2 separate regions of the Drosophila melanogaster genome follow, and region 2 is linked to region 1. Evidence: chromatin contacts called from public targeted proximity ligation data. All regions are on one chromosome and are shown on one strand. The core of a region is the stretch at or near the end of the contact, and the rest is flanking DNA. Distances in the headings are between cores, read along the strand shown. Region 1 holds the start of wek (weckle). Region 2 holds the start of CG46309.

Region 1 (6,591 bases), core at 2,033-4,532:
GCAGGCAGAAGTTGATTACTCCCTGCCCACCATATTTCTCGCCGAGTGCGTTCTGGTCTATATCGAGGCGCAAAACTGCCGTAACCTGCTCAAATGGATTGCGCAAAAGTTCCAAGCAGCCGTCTTTGTCAACTACGAACAGGTGAGCATGTGCCACCTCTGTGTTTCCCATCCAACTAGTGCATTGAATCCTTTGCTCGCCGCAGGTCAACATGAACGACCGTTTCGGCGATGTGATGCTCAACAATCTGCGCGGACGCGGCTGCAGCCTGGCCGGCGTTGAATCCTGCTTGTCGCTGGATACGCAGAGGAACCGCTTCAAGGACAGCGGCTGGACTGGCGCCCGCGCCTGGGACATGGTCCAGGTGTACGAGAGCATCTCGGCGGCCGAGAGGCAGCGAATCGAGCGGCTGGAAATGCTGGACGAGGGTGAACTGCTGCTCCAGCTTTTCCAGCACTACTGCCTGGTGGTCGCCTGGCTGGGCGTGGCCTTTCAGGATATAGATATCACGTGCGTGCCAGTGTAAACATTCGTGCCTAACCGACAGCGGTCTCTTGCGATTCCCGTTTAATCAACATGATTTTTTCTTTCCTCTATTTCCATGCAGCGTCGAAGAGTTAATGTCCTCGCTGAACATTGACTAGGAGTGAGTGAAGGTGGAAGGGATAGAGAGCCAACCTACTTGGATGCACTATTTATTGACTCTGCTCGGTTTGGAGGAAGGCCATGCCAAAATATTTTGCTTCTCAACGTGTTAACCTAAACAGCAAGTAATTAAAGAGAAACCATCGAAATCAAAACATGTTTAGATATTTATCCTACACAGAGACCCACTCACAAATGATCTAATTTGTATTAATTTAGTTGTTCCTTATATTTTTTTCTCTTGTTACATTTTTATTATTTAATCGCTTAATATTTACTATTTTATCACCGAGTTGTGGCACAAAATATTGATAGGTGATCAATATGCCATTCATTCATTCCCCAATTTAAGTGTGCGTTTAAATTGTAAATGTATTTTGAAATTATTAAAAAAAAAACCAACTTAAATGCAAAAAGGGCCGTTGTGTGTTTAATTAGGTGTCAATGTATCTGGTGTTAGCACGAAGCATTTACATTTGCTGAGTTATAATTTCAAACTGATTTTATTGTGAATAAGCCCTTGGAATTATCTACAGACCAACTTGTCGCAATCTAGTGAACCATGCGTGGGAGTTCTATGAATAGCGCTCATCTTTAAAATATGCTGCAACCGCTCACAGGAGTTTCAATTGAGTGTTTCAAAGTGTACGCATAATTTGGTGTCACAAATTACAATTGTTATTTTTAAATCTACATTGTGAGTCAAACAATTATTATCTTTTATACAATGTCATTTTCATGTGTGAACACATTTCCCAATTTAAGTGTGCGTTTAAAAAGTGAATTTATTTTGAAACTTATTAAAAACCAATTTAAATGCAAAAAGGGCAGTTGTGTGTTTAATTAAGTGTAAATGTAAATGTCTCTGGGATAAAATTTTACTGCGCACTGCTATTTATACATTTTTGTCAACCAACATGGTCTAATCCTGTTTGGCCTTGGCCATCTCGCGAGTTCTGCAAACCAAAAATTTAGTACAATAGTAAGCTAATAATAATAATATGCATGACTATAGCTTACATCGCTCTCAGTTCTTCCAATGTTGGCACTGGAACACGTGAAGATTCGGTTTCATCCTCCTTGGACGCCAGTTCCGGATGTTTTTTCCATTTGTGGGAGCGACAGTTGGTGTTGCTGGCGAACGCCTTTCCGCAGTACTTGCATACGTAGGGTCTGAGGCCGGTGTGTCCAAGGAGATGGATCTTCAAGGCCGTGGAGTTCTTACAGCCGCTGCCACAAACCTCGCACTTGAAGCGCCGCTCATCCGTGTGCACATACTTGTGCTTGTTAAGAATCGCCCGTGTCTGCAGCTTTTTGCCGCAGACATTGCACTCAAACTTGGGCTCACCATGTGTCTGACTGTGCACCTGGAAATTGTATACAAATTTCAAGATTTAGTTGGTCCACAAGATTATTCGATGACTTACTCTCAGCCTAGCTTTGTTCTTAAAACCAGCATTGCAGACGGGGCATATACAGGGCTTCTCTTCCGTGTGAACCAGCTGGTGCTCCACCAGCGATGTGAAGGTCTTCAAACCCTTTCCGCAGTGATCGCAAACGTATTTCTTCGGACCGCCGTGCATGTCGTGCTTGTGCCTGCGCAGAGCCATGAAGGACATAAAGGTTTCGTTGCAGATTTTGCAGGGATAATCGACGAAATTCGAACTCTGGGAGCCATGGGGTGACATGCTCAATTCGGATGTCTTGTCATCTTGTTTGGATTTAGCATTGTCGTCTGGTTCGCGGGAAGTTACGTTATCGCTGTCGTCCACGTTTTTCTGTTTGCCTGAGCCCTTGGGTCTGCCTCTTTTTCGCTTCAAAGGCGGCGGGGATACGGCCTCGTCTTCGTCTAGAATGGCCTCCTCATCATCCGACTCGGTTGCAGTGTACACTTTGGAATTTCGCTTAGCCGCAAACTGCTGTCGGCGACTTCGTTTTGTTTCAACTTCAGGAATTGATGCAGTAGGTGAGGCTAGCACTTTGGGATCGGAATTACACTGTTTGAGATTAGCTCGTGTTCGCACGGTCTGTGCTTCAAAATCGGGTGACGGAGATGTGGAATGGTCTGATATCGTTAGCTCCTCTACCAAGGAACACCTATCCTCCGTATCGTCTATGTCCAGGAACTCGAGGTCCTGCTTGCAGGCCGGCGGAAGGCCGTATTCCAGACGCAGGGCGTCCAAGTCCTGGCTATCCTGCGGCTCCGAGTGTCGCAGAAGCTCAAAAATGGCTTGTACTTTGGAAACGCTATCCGAGAAGGTGATCAGCTGGCCAATCACCGAGTAGCACTCCTCGCACAACATGCTGCCCAGTTCCGGTTCCTCGAGGGTCATCTGCGTGTGTGGAAAACTAATGTATAAGCTATCTGTAGGCTGGGAAAACGAATAACATACCTCCACATCAAAGCATTTGCTGATAATCCTAACCAGATCGTCGTCCCGCTCGCGCACTTTGTATACAACGTCGTCGCGGGCGCACAGGCGACACCAGTATATCCAATCGCTTGTGGGAACTCCCATGGCTAATCCTCAACAGAAGCCCCACAGTTTGGTACAGTATGCCCTCGGGTTTTGACTAAATTCTATTGCCAAAGCGCTGATTAAAATCAGCTGTATGGAGCGGAATTCCGAATCGATTAATTGGTATGCGCACTCCGATGATTTTTGGAAATATCGATAAGTGCAAAACAACAAGTTGTTGCCGCCATTTTCAAAAAGTATTCAGTTTAAATTTGGAATTGAAAATTGTATTTATTTTACTTTTTTTTCTCAATCATAAGAAGTATTACTAACGTTTTCCTTCCTGCGTGTCGATGTTTATTAACATAGAGATGTATTATCATCATCATTTGGATGTGGTTTCCCAGGGATATAATGTTGTTTTTAAAACATGCGACCGAGTTTTTACTCTGGTATATATATATAAACAATATAATAATTTATTTTCGACTTACATATAAGAAAAACTGTGTATAACAAAAACTAATTTTAGCACATTTGCTTAATATAACAAAATGGAATGATAAACTACATCTCAACGTCTTCCATATCGTTCGCCCCACTCTCCACCCAATTCTCGATGGTGTAATAGGCTTTTAGAGCCAATTCGTCGTCCAGCGTCGGCTCGCCAAGCACCAAAGGGCCCAATTGCTTGTCGACCATAACGTCTTGCCAGAATTCGCTGCGATTCTTGGCCAGCGCGATCTTCTTCAGCTCCTCAGCGAACTTGTCGTATTCCAAAAAGGTGTTGAAGTCTATACAGCTCTGTCGGTACAGGGTGATGAGCTCGCCCAGTTGCCCGATGTTCTGTTTCCTGCGCTGCAGCAGTGTGATGATCACCACGCGGGTATCGGCAGCCAGCGCCTGAAAGCGGGCATCTCGCTCAGTGGCATTACTGATTGTGTGAACGCTAGCCAGGACTCGCCTGAAATCAGAGATTGGATCAATTAAGCCCACACCGTCTGATGGCAACGGGATTTCCTTCTCCGCTGGTTCCGACTTGACTGCCACACCATTCTCTGCCTGCTCCTTGGCCAACAGCTTTTCCTGCCAGGCGCGACTATAGCGCAATGGAAATAGCTTCTTTACGATGGCTGCCGCTCTCTTTGACTTCTCCTCCAAGGGATCTGGCACTCGCCAGAATACATCTGCGAAGTTTTTGTCCTTAAGCATTTTGTCTTCCTTGTCGTTATCATAGATAACTTTTCGCTCTAGGATGTCCATGACATTCTGCTCAAAGATGCTGGGAAGTGCGTCGAACGGCAGCAGATCATTCTGCGCCCACGGACGTGGCTGCTGCGTGTCCCGCAGTGTGCACTCCAGATCGGTGCTATCGATTAACTGATCAATGGCATTCAGCTGTTCCTCGCTGCACTCCGTCTTGGTGGTTCGCAGTGCCGGAAAGTCCCAGAAGTGGTGCTGAGACGTATAGGAAACTTCCAGCATATACAAAGTAGCCGGATGGGTATCGTCTGCTAAGCGGGGCAGTAGCACAACCATTTGCGGTCTATTAAACTTGGTGCTATATATTTTCCAGCACAGTATGGCCCGATCCGAAGAAACGAGAGCACGCACCAGAGCGTCCAGCTTCACGGCGGCAGATTGATTGTGCTTCTGATGCACCAGGAGGTACAAGGACTCGCCACAAAAGTACTCATCCGGCACGGCATTTCTTTTGATAAAGCCAAAGAAGTGGAGACCAGGTGGGTGTGGTTCCTTTGGCTCTAGCACGGCCTCGTCGTATGGCACCGGAGTGCCGCCCAGCATGTAACCGGTTATCAGATTCTCCGGCAGCGGGGTGATCTCAGTGCCTTTGATATAATGACGAGTCTCCCGTATCACTATCTCATCCTTTTCCGCCCAGACCTTTACCAGCTTTACGGGCGTCTGGTTCTTCATGGCGATTATGCCCTGCAGGCTAATGGAGATCTTGCTGCCGATGTTCAGCTTTGCGTTCCACACCCAGGGTCGCCGGTTGGTCACCTTGAAGACGGTATGCAGTGCCTCCTTGAAGCTGCACAACGTCGCATTGCAGCGAGGAACGAGACTGAGGGCGTACTTCTGGTTATTCAGCTCATCGGGGCCGCATTTGCGCGAAAAGTTGAAAATAGCCTGAGGCTGAGAAGTGATGGCATTGTCTATGTAGGCTATGTTGTGAGTTCTAAGTGATAATGTAAATTATTATTACTATTATGCATTTAACAAAATAAATAATCTTACCCCACAATTAACTCGATGTTTTCGCCAAGTAATTCGTCCGTGATTTCGTTGAACTTCTCGTAGTCCTGTGGAAAGTCGTTGAAATCGAAGAGCAGGAGGATCCTCCGCCTGGCGACTCTCAAGCTGCAAGGAATATTCCATAAAATGTGATGGTTAGATGATAAGGTAAGTCACATACGTAGTTGCGACATTCTGAAGCTCCAGGGCCGCCTGTAGACCATTTAGCCATTCTCCATCCTCGCAGGCTGTCTTATTCACAAACTGGAAGAATTCCAGCAAGAGCTGCCAGCTGCAAAGTCTTGGTTCACCAAAGGGCAGCACATTTGGGTGGGAAGCATCCTCAGTTTTTATTTCATCGGTGTCGCAACCCACGAGGACGAAGGACACGTAGTCCTTCCTATCGCACACGATCTGCAATTGTTTCAGTTAGCATATTTAACTGAGTTCCCAATTGTATTTCACACACCTTGTCCTTAAGAATCTCCGCCACACATTTTGCGGACTTCAGCTTCACTTCTTCGGCGGCACATGTTCGCACATCCAGTACAATTATAAGGCATTCCTGGAAATCAAACAATGGAGATACCTTAACATTAAATGCGATTATTTGTGAACCTACCTTGTTAGAAGCCATCAAACAAGTTTATTTACCTAAATTCAGCGACTATGTTTTTAAATTTCACAACAATAATACCATTCAGTCGATAACAGAAAACACCGGCGGCTTACTGACCTAATGCACTACCACCTATCGCTTATCGATATTTCTAGCACCGCGTTGCCAACTTACTTGCTAACTGTTACTTTTCATAAAAACGAAATGCAAAATTTTGTTTTAATTATAAATAGTCAATATATTTGGTTCGTGCTCAAAATACTAATAAAATAGTAAGCAATAGTTCCCCATATCTCCCTATGCCTTTCCGTAGGTCTGCAGCTTTTCCAGATACTCCGCATTCTGGCTCAGGTGATTGAATATCAAGTTCGTATCGAGGACATTCGTCGCAGGACCTCCATATTCCGCAGGCAAACTTTCGTAGCCAACCATTTCGCGCAGCTTGCTCAGATGTCGCCCATCGTGGGTAAAGATCTTTTAAACGAAGCATTTTTAGAGTGAACAAATTAAATCCTTATATTTTTTTTTACCTTTTCTTTGAACTCCTTGTTCATGAAGGGCATAAACAAAGTGGAGGTTACGTGCATCAGGAAACCTCGTTGTATTATATG
Region 2 (6,591 bases), core at 2,139-4,638, 480 kb after region 1:
AATGATAATATCTTTACAGTGTAGCTATAATAATGTTGTTACTATTTATATTCAATGTTAAAACTAATAATGACTAAATTTATTAGATCTCCAGTTTTTGAATGTGAAACAAAGTAAAATAATACGCTCAGTGTCTTAAATGACATAATTATTAAAATAACAATTAACTACGCGAATGCAAGAGCTCTGTTATTGTACTCACTTATCCTTTAAGACCTCAAACCACTCGTCAACGACTTGCTGAGGCGGGAAGGTGCCGTCCTCAAAGGCCAGGTCCTTGACGGTAATGCCTTGTGTCTCGAGCTCGTCGGTATTATAGCTAGGTTCGCACACGCGCACCACAGTGTTGACATTGTTCTTCTTTAGCTCCTACAAGAATGTTATGGAAATTAATGGGTGGCGGTTAAGGCTTACACGATTATGGGACTTACCATAATGTAGTGATTAATGGTTATGTCTGATGGTCGATCGGTGATTAGGAACTTCATGCCCTTGTACTCAATTAGAGCGGGCGCTGGGCGCAGATCTTTTTGACGCATGGTGATGCTCATAAACAATTACAAAAGCTGTTCTGAAGGACTTAATCTGGCTCGTGTGCACTTAAGTCTGTTTTCTTACAATCTTGAGGTGTGGTTTTTGTTTCGTTTTCACAAAGATTTGATTGGTTTCTTTTAACGGAAGTAGTTTGATTTCTAGATTAAAAATTCAGCGTGTTAGAGGCTTACAATTGAATCTTGTTTAGGCTAGAGTTATGTATAAAAAATAAATATAAATATAAATATAATTAACTCTTTTCGTATCGTATCTTAAATGTTTTACACCAAAACACAAACTTAGTTTAAGTATCGTTTAAGTAAAATTAGTTCTTTTTCTTTTCAATTAAGTACAATTATGGATTTTTTCTGCTATCACAAAGAAAATCAATCAATTTTCTTTGACTGAAAAAAGGGTTCCCTGTTAAGTGTCACACGTATTTTTTAAGCTAACAAAAATGATTTGGGCTCAGTTCCCGTTTTGTTTTCGAAAATATTACAACTTTTTCAAGGTTTCGTTGTTAAAAATTTAAATATATCCTTGCTGTGATATGATCTGTGATCACCGCGATGCTTTGAATTTAGTATTCTTCTTTCTCTCCCATAGATCGACAGTCTTTGGCTAATTGATGCCGCTGCTGTCGCCGCTATTTCAGCTGATCCGTTGACGGTATTATTCTGATGGTATCCACACCACTTATCTATCGATGGCGACTTCCGAAGTGGTGACTGTGTTTACTCAGGCTATCTCCGCCTTTTTGTAGGATTGCTTACCTGCAAAGAGTGAGACTAGAATGAGTTCAATATTCCAGACAAATCTGGCGCAAGTCGGTTTGAGCTTCTTTCTCGCGACTCCCATTGTTCATTTAATTGAAAACAATTCGTGGGAAACTAAAAAACAATTTAGCTCAATTACACGCAATGAAATAATTGAGACTTTCGCCATTTTCGTCTCGCACGACACTCTCTTTTTATCCGCGATGTTCTTCGGGGCGGGTCAAGCCGTCAATTGTCCAGAAAGGTCACAGTGCTTTGTTCACTGTAAGTCAAGTGACCTTTCCATGGCCAGCAAGTGTACCGCCCGTGCCACTTGAGCTAATTAATTAAACGAAAAGTCCATATACCCTACAAAAATAATCCATACTCACTTTTTATTTGTGCTGTGCCTGGCAGTATTCTGCACTGTCTAGATGAAACTCCATAGATGTGGGAACAGGTCTAACCAACTGCAAAAGAGAAATAAAATGTTGGGACAACATTCAGTATCACATTTAAATGAAATGAAAATTGAAAAAAAGCTAGAAATATTTTTGTAGGAATTTATTTGACCACCATTTGCAATCGAGAAATGAAGAATGTTTGTAAACATTACCAGCTAAAAGCGTTTATTGGAAATAAATTGTATACAAAAAAATCGATTTGCAAGTCAATTCCAAAGTGATACATAAAAATTATAATTGAAATAAATAAATTAATTATAAAACTGGTGCATTACAATCGAAATCATTCAAGGGTTAGGGCTCACGTTGTACATAATATACATATATTGTACAATTTTGAAACAGGTGCCATAAGCATACAAAAATAATTTCAACATTTTTAGGATTTACCAACTTTTGCAATACTTAATTAGCAACCAAAATAGCCAATTTAGAATAAATAAAAGAAAACCGCCTTTATCAACTGAAATTTATCTGCGAGAACCAGAAAACATACGCAAGGAAAATCGTTGAAGTGGATTTTAAATGTATTGGTCGCCTGCTGTCTGAAAAAAAAAATATTAAAAATATTCCCTAAAAGTGATCCAAGATAATGACTGCTCATTTCCACGACCGTTTACATTATTTATATTCCGTTGATGATCATGAAAAGCATATGTATAAAATGAGTTCACAAATATAAAGACCGAAACAGAACAATGATTGTATAATATGTATTTCGCATATATACGTGTATATCCACACAAACGCGATAACTCTTTAAGCAAATATTCCATTTTCTATGGCCCCAGTGCGACCTGTGTTTATTTTTGCACTTTTGCCTAAAGTAGGCGAATATTTCTCTCGAAAATTGGCCAATTCCTTATGTTAAAGGCATTTCGATTATGGTATGTATTGGAGAATCCATTGTGGAATAGCTAGTGATATTGAAACGCGTGAAACTAATTAAGAAGCGGGCGCAAAAAAATAAAAACAAAACATATAAAAGGAACACTTTGTTGATAGAACTGAAAACTTTCACTTCTTCTCGGAATGCACCTAGTATATACCAGTACATTCTAGATTTGTCAGTGTGTGTGTGTGTTTACCTCATGACACGTTAAGCAACAACACTTTTTGTTGATGCTATATTTCCCAGTCGGTTTTTACTTGTGACTTATGCAATGTATTTTTTGTTTTGCGTCTTGGCGAAATTGAAAAATCACACAGGCAAATATATATGTAAATATCTATATATACATAGGTATTTCGCTATGCATTTAAGCAAATACAGTGATTAGTTGCTGATTACGACGGGGCGGCTTGTAACCCGTTGATATGGACTCCCGATTAGATATCGACAGGTGTTTGCCGGAAGACACTAATCGATTTTATCCGCGGATCGTAAAGCTTTCTCTCCTATCAGTTAATTCGAATATACTGAGGATTGGTCCTCCACATTCAGATTTGCCAGCGGATAAATTGTATTTACCTATCGTTAATCGCCCGTTATACGGCGAGATAGTATCTCGATTAAATATCGACAAGTGTCGATTCTGAGACGTTGATCGATTACGATTACCACAATAAGTAGACGCGTATTGCTGCGTGATGAGCACTCTCTCATGTTTTGCTATCGACTGGCGATTGTCAACTCTTCGCCGCCCATTTTACGCCACGGAAACGGCCGCTCCGTCCGGCAGTAAGTCTCCATTGCCGGGGAGAACGAAGAGAGAGTCGTGACGCACATCTCTCCAATCGCTCACGCAGAGAGCGAAAAAAAATTATCTACAGTCTGGTGCATATTTAAAGCGCTTTAAAAAGTCTGTTGTGCAAAAACAATAGAGGCAGGAAAAATAGAAACAATTTGCTTGGTTAGTTTTACTTTTCTACTGTTGAACATAATTAGCAGAGTTCAATGGACCATGAAAGGGCGAATTTTGTGCTTACTAAAAATGTTTAAATTTTAAAGCATTTTATTCGTTCTGGTATAGTAGTGACAATATAAGTAGTTCTGATTTAAAATCACGAGGGTATTTATTTTAAAATGTTAAATTGTTTAATTTTAGAAACTAGACAACAAGTTAGTTTGTATTCTGTTCTTTTTAAATATAGATCTTAAAATATTTTTTTCGACTTCGTCTCTGAAATAAGTTTCGAAAATAAACTCTACTAAAATTTTGAATATACCTGTATTTTCGAAGAAACGCAAATCATATTGACATTACCTAACAAACACTTATATTTATGACCAATACAAATTATTTCGCGTTAATGGCTTGGTATTTTAAAGTGCCAAAATGCTTATAGACATATAATCCGTAGGATATTCAAATAACTGTGTGGAAACGCTTTTTAAATCGGGGAATAAATAAATGATTGATAAGATCTTTAGCATATAAAGGTTTTTTTCCCCATCTAGCTACCTGACTTGGAAAGTGTTCAAATACAGCGAAGGAAAGTTTTGCAGTCAGATTATAACTTTTACGGGATGCCAAGGTCAGTCGTTATTTAAGGGCAATAAACAAAGCTAAATGCGGTTTATATTATGCACAGTTAATGAAGGCTACGGCGCACACAAACGTGTAACTTAATATGAAATTAGTCTTACATTTAAACCAGTTGATTATAATCGAGATGTAGGCAAATGGCATGACGACACTAATACCAAATTGCGGCTATATTGTTACTCGCTATATACAAACATACATGCATACATATGTACACATTTGTTCCACTTGAATGCTCCTCGCTACATACACAGATTTTCAAATACATTTTCCAATCAGTTAATACATCATAATGTCTTTAAACGACGAGTTTAATGAAATCAAACTTTTGATTCAAATCAACATAAAGATATTCGTGCAATTAGACAAAACTTCTTAACAGACTATTGTATCTTTGACAAAAAATACTTTTTGTTCTCTCCGAGGTAGCAGATGGTTTTGTCTGTGCGGAAAGTTGATTGGACTTTCCCGAAACAGGAGCAGACGACTTAGACCGAGGGCCAGACAAGAAGGAAACAAAGAACAAGGAACCGATGAAATCTGGAGGTAAGAAAGCAAACACAACTGAATGCCGGTGTGTCTGAGTTTGGATTCGGGGTTCAAAGTACTTCAATTCCAGTTCCCTTTTCTTTTTTTTTTTTTTTGTTTGTCCCCTCTTTCAGTTTTTGTTTAGACTTCGACTGCAATCCTGGCAAACAAGATCGCCCGATTTACGCCAATAATCACAGACTTGCAAAAAATAGTAGTAAAAGGTTGTAAACAAATTGAAAATGACTAACGGACGGGAAATGTGATGAGGGTAACTGCCACTCAAGCCTCAACTTACTAAGCTAAAGTCTGTCCACGGGTGTCAATAAAACCGGAGACGTGCCGAAAAAAAAAGCCAGACATAACGCAGACACTAAGAATACATTAAGTCTTATACACTTATTAAAAAAACAAAAACTAGCTACCTACATGGGGTAGAAAGCTGGTAGACTAAACATTCAATAAAACAGTACACTGTTACCAACTTGGAACTTAAATCATTGGAATCATTGGTATCTTAAATGAATATTGAGAATAATTGTAAATGATTTAGGATCAATAGATATAAATTCATCTTACAATAAATGTATAGTCAAGAAGATTGATATAGATAGATTGATATAGATAGATAGATATAGATAGATACGAGATATAGATAGATATAGATATAGATATAAAGCAAGCAAGAACCTTTTTTGTACTGCCAAACACATGAAAACCAAAACTTTTCTAAGTTTTGTTCACCTTAGATATTCGCGGCACGCTTTCAGATCAGATAAGTATGGGTATTGGAAACCCAAGTCAAATGAAAAGACAGCAAAAAAAAACACAGACCAAGCTCGAGTTATTGATTTTGCGCGACTAGCAAAGGAGGAAGGGCGATGTCCAAGCCCCAGCACCAACACCATCTCCATCTCCATCCATCCGCGATTTCCGTATTTCGCCATAATGGAAATTTTAAGTTTGCCCCGAAGCGTCTCGAGTGCTGCGAACCAGGAGGAGATGAGCAGGAAATGGTGGCCCCACCACGGGGGCAACTAGGATCTCAAACCGCCTTTTTCTAGTTGCCAAGTGGTCGCGCTGTTTTTCGTGACGCACCAGGCGGCGACTTCTCATGCGTCATCAACGACTTTTAATCGGAAAACAGCTGTTGTTGTTTTGTTTTGATAAAATGCAACCAAAACAAAAATAAATAAGCAATCTTGTCTCGTTATTGCAATTATCGAATGCATGCCTTCTCCTGCCACAAATTGCAGGTCCTTCAAGGTTGATTTACAGACAAGGATTACGTACATACATGCATAGTACATCAACAAAAAAGTGCCATTTTCCTGGTTAGTTTTGGGTACTGTGTACCTTAACCAAGGGCAGGCCAAAACTATTGAGGACAAACAGCGCCGCATTTATCGCGCACTATATATAGAATCCGGGGGTGGTCGGTGACATTTTCCCCTCCCATTTTCCACCAATCTACCACCCTCCACCCTCCACTGACGTTTGTAAATCGTATTGCATGCTTTGTTGTTCGCTTTTTGGTCTATTTTTGGATATGACATGTATTGGTGAAATTCTGCACACAAGCGGCCAAAACGTGACAGCAGTAAAAAAAAAAAAAAAAATAATACAGCACAATGATATATAACCGCGAAAAGTAGTCTGAAAGTTCGCAACTCTCATGCTACTTCGATATTTCTAATTAGCGAGTTCTTGACTTCTTCCTAACTAATGTGCGAGTGTATTTAATTAGCTGGCTGTAGAATTTAAGCTGCCGCTACTGTACGAGTATGACCTCAAAAGACCGTGAAATATACATTTATCTAC

Evidence for each region.
Region 2: a contact with region 1 is called in a targeted proximity ligation map of the Kc167 cell line, with 9 times the contacts expected there. A contact is called at or near these places in 17 of 107 Hi-C or Micro-C datasets (the Clone 8 cell line, the D17-c3 cell line, the Kc167 cell line and 10 more) and 4 of 7 datasets of targeted methods (the Kc167 cell line and the S2 cell line).

Annotation. Positions count from the first base shown.
Region 1 is chr2L:15,765,067-15,771,657 of dm6, forward strand. It overlaps wek (weckle), which reads right to left and starts at 3,283. Exons shown (of 4, transcript NM_001273543.1): 1 at 3,040-3,283; 2 at 2,074-2,979; 3 at 1,667-2,013; 4 at 1,067-1,602. The coding sequence starts at 3,165. The coding sequence ends at 1,569. Ku80 reads right to left here and starts at 6,093. Exons shown (of 5, transcript NM_135923.3): 1 at 5,984-6,093; 2 at 5,831-5,926; 3 at 5,543-5,775; 4 at 5,365-5,487; 5 at 3,564-5,305. The coding sequence starts at 5,998. The coding sequence ends at 3,673. CG3793 reads left to right here. Exons shown (of 4, transcript NM_001259109.2): 2 at 1-142; 3 at 207-523; 4 at 609-1,201. The coding sequence ends at 645. CG31826 reads right to left here. Exons shown (of 5, transcript NM_165131.3): 4 at 6,511-6,591; 5 at 6,197-6,454. The coding sequence ends at 6,278.
Region 2 is chr2L:16,248,400-16,254,990 of dm6, forward strand. CG46309 reads right to left here and starts at 3,389. Exons shown (of 6, transcript NM_001347787.1): 1 at 3,225-3,389; 2 at 1,682-1,759; 3 at 432-1,307; 4 at 203-369. The coding sequence starts at 3,359. The coding sequence ends at 3,231. It overlaps PRL-1 (PRL-1 phosphatase), which reads right to left. Exons shown (of 6, transcript NM_135936.3): 2 at 1,682-1,759; 3 at 432-1,307; 4 at 203-369. The coding sequence starts at 551.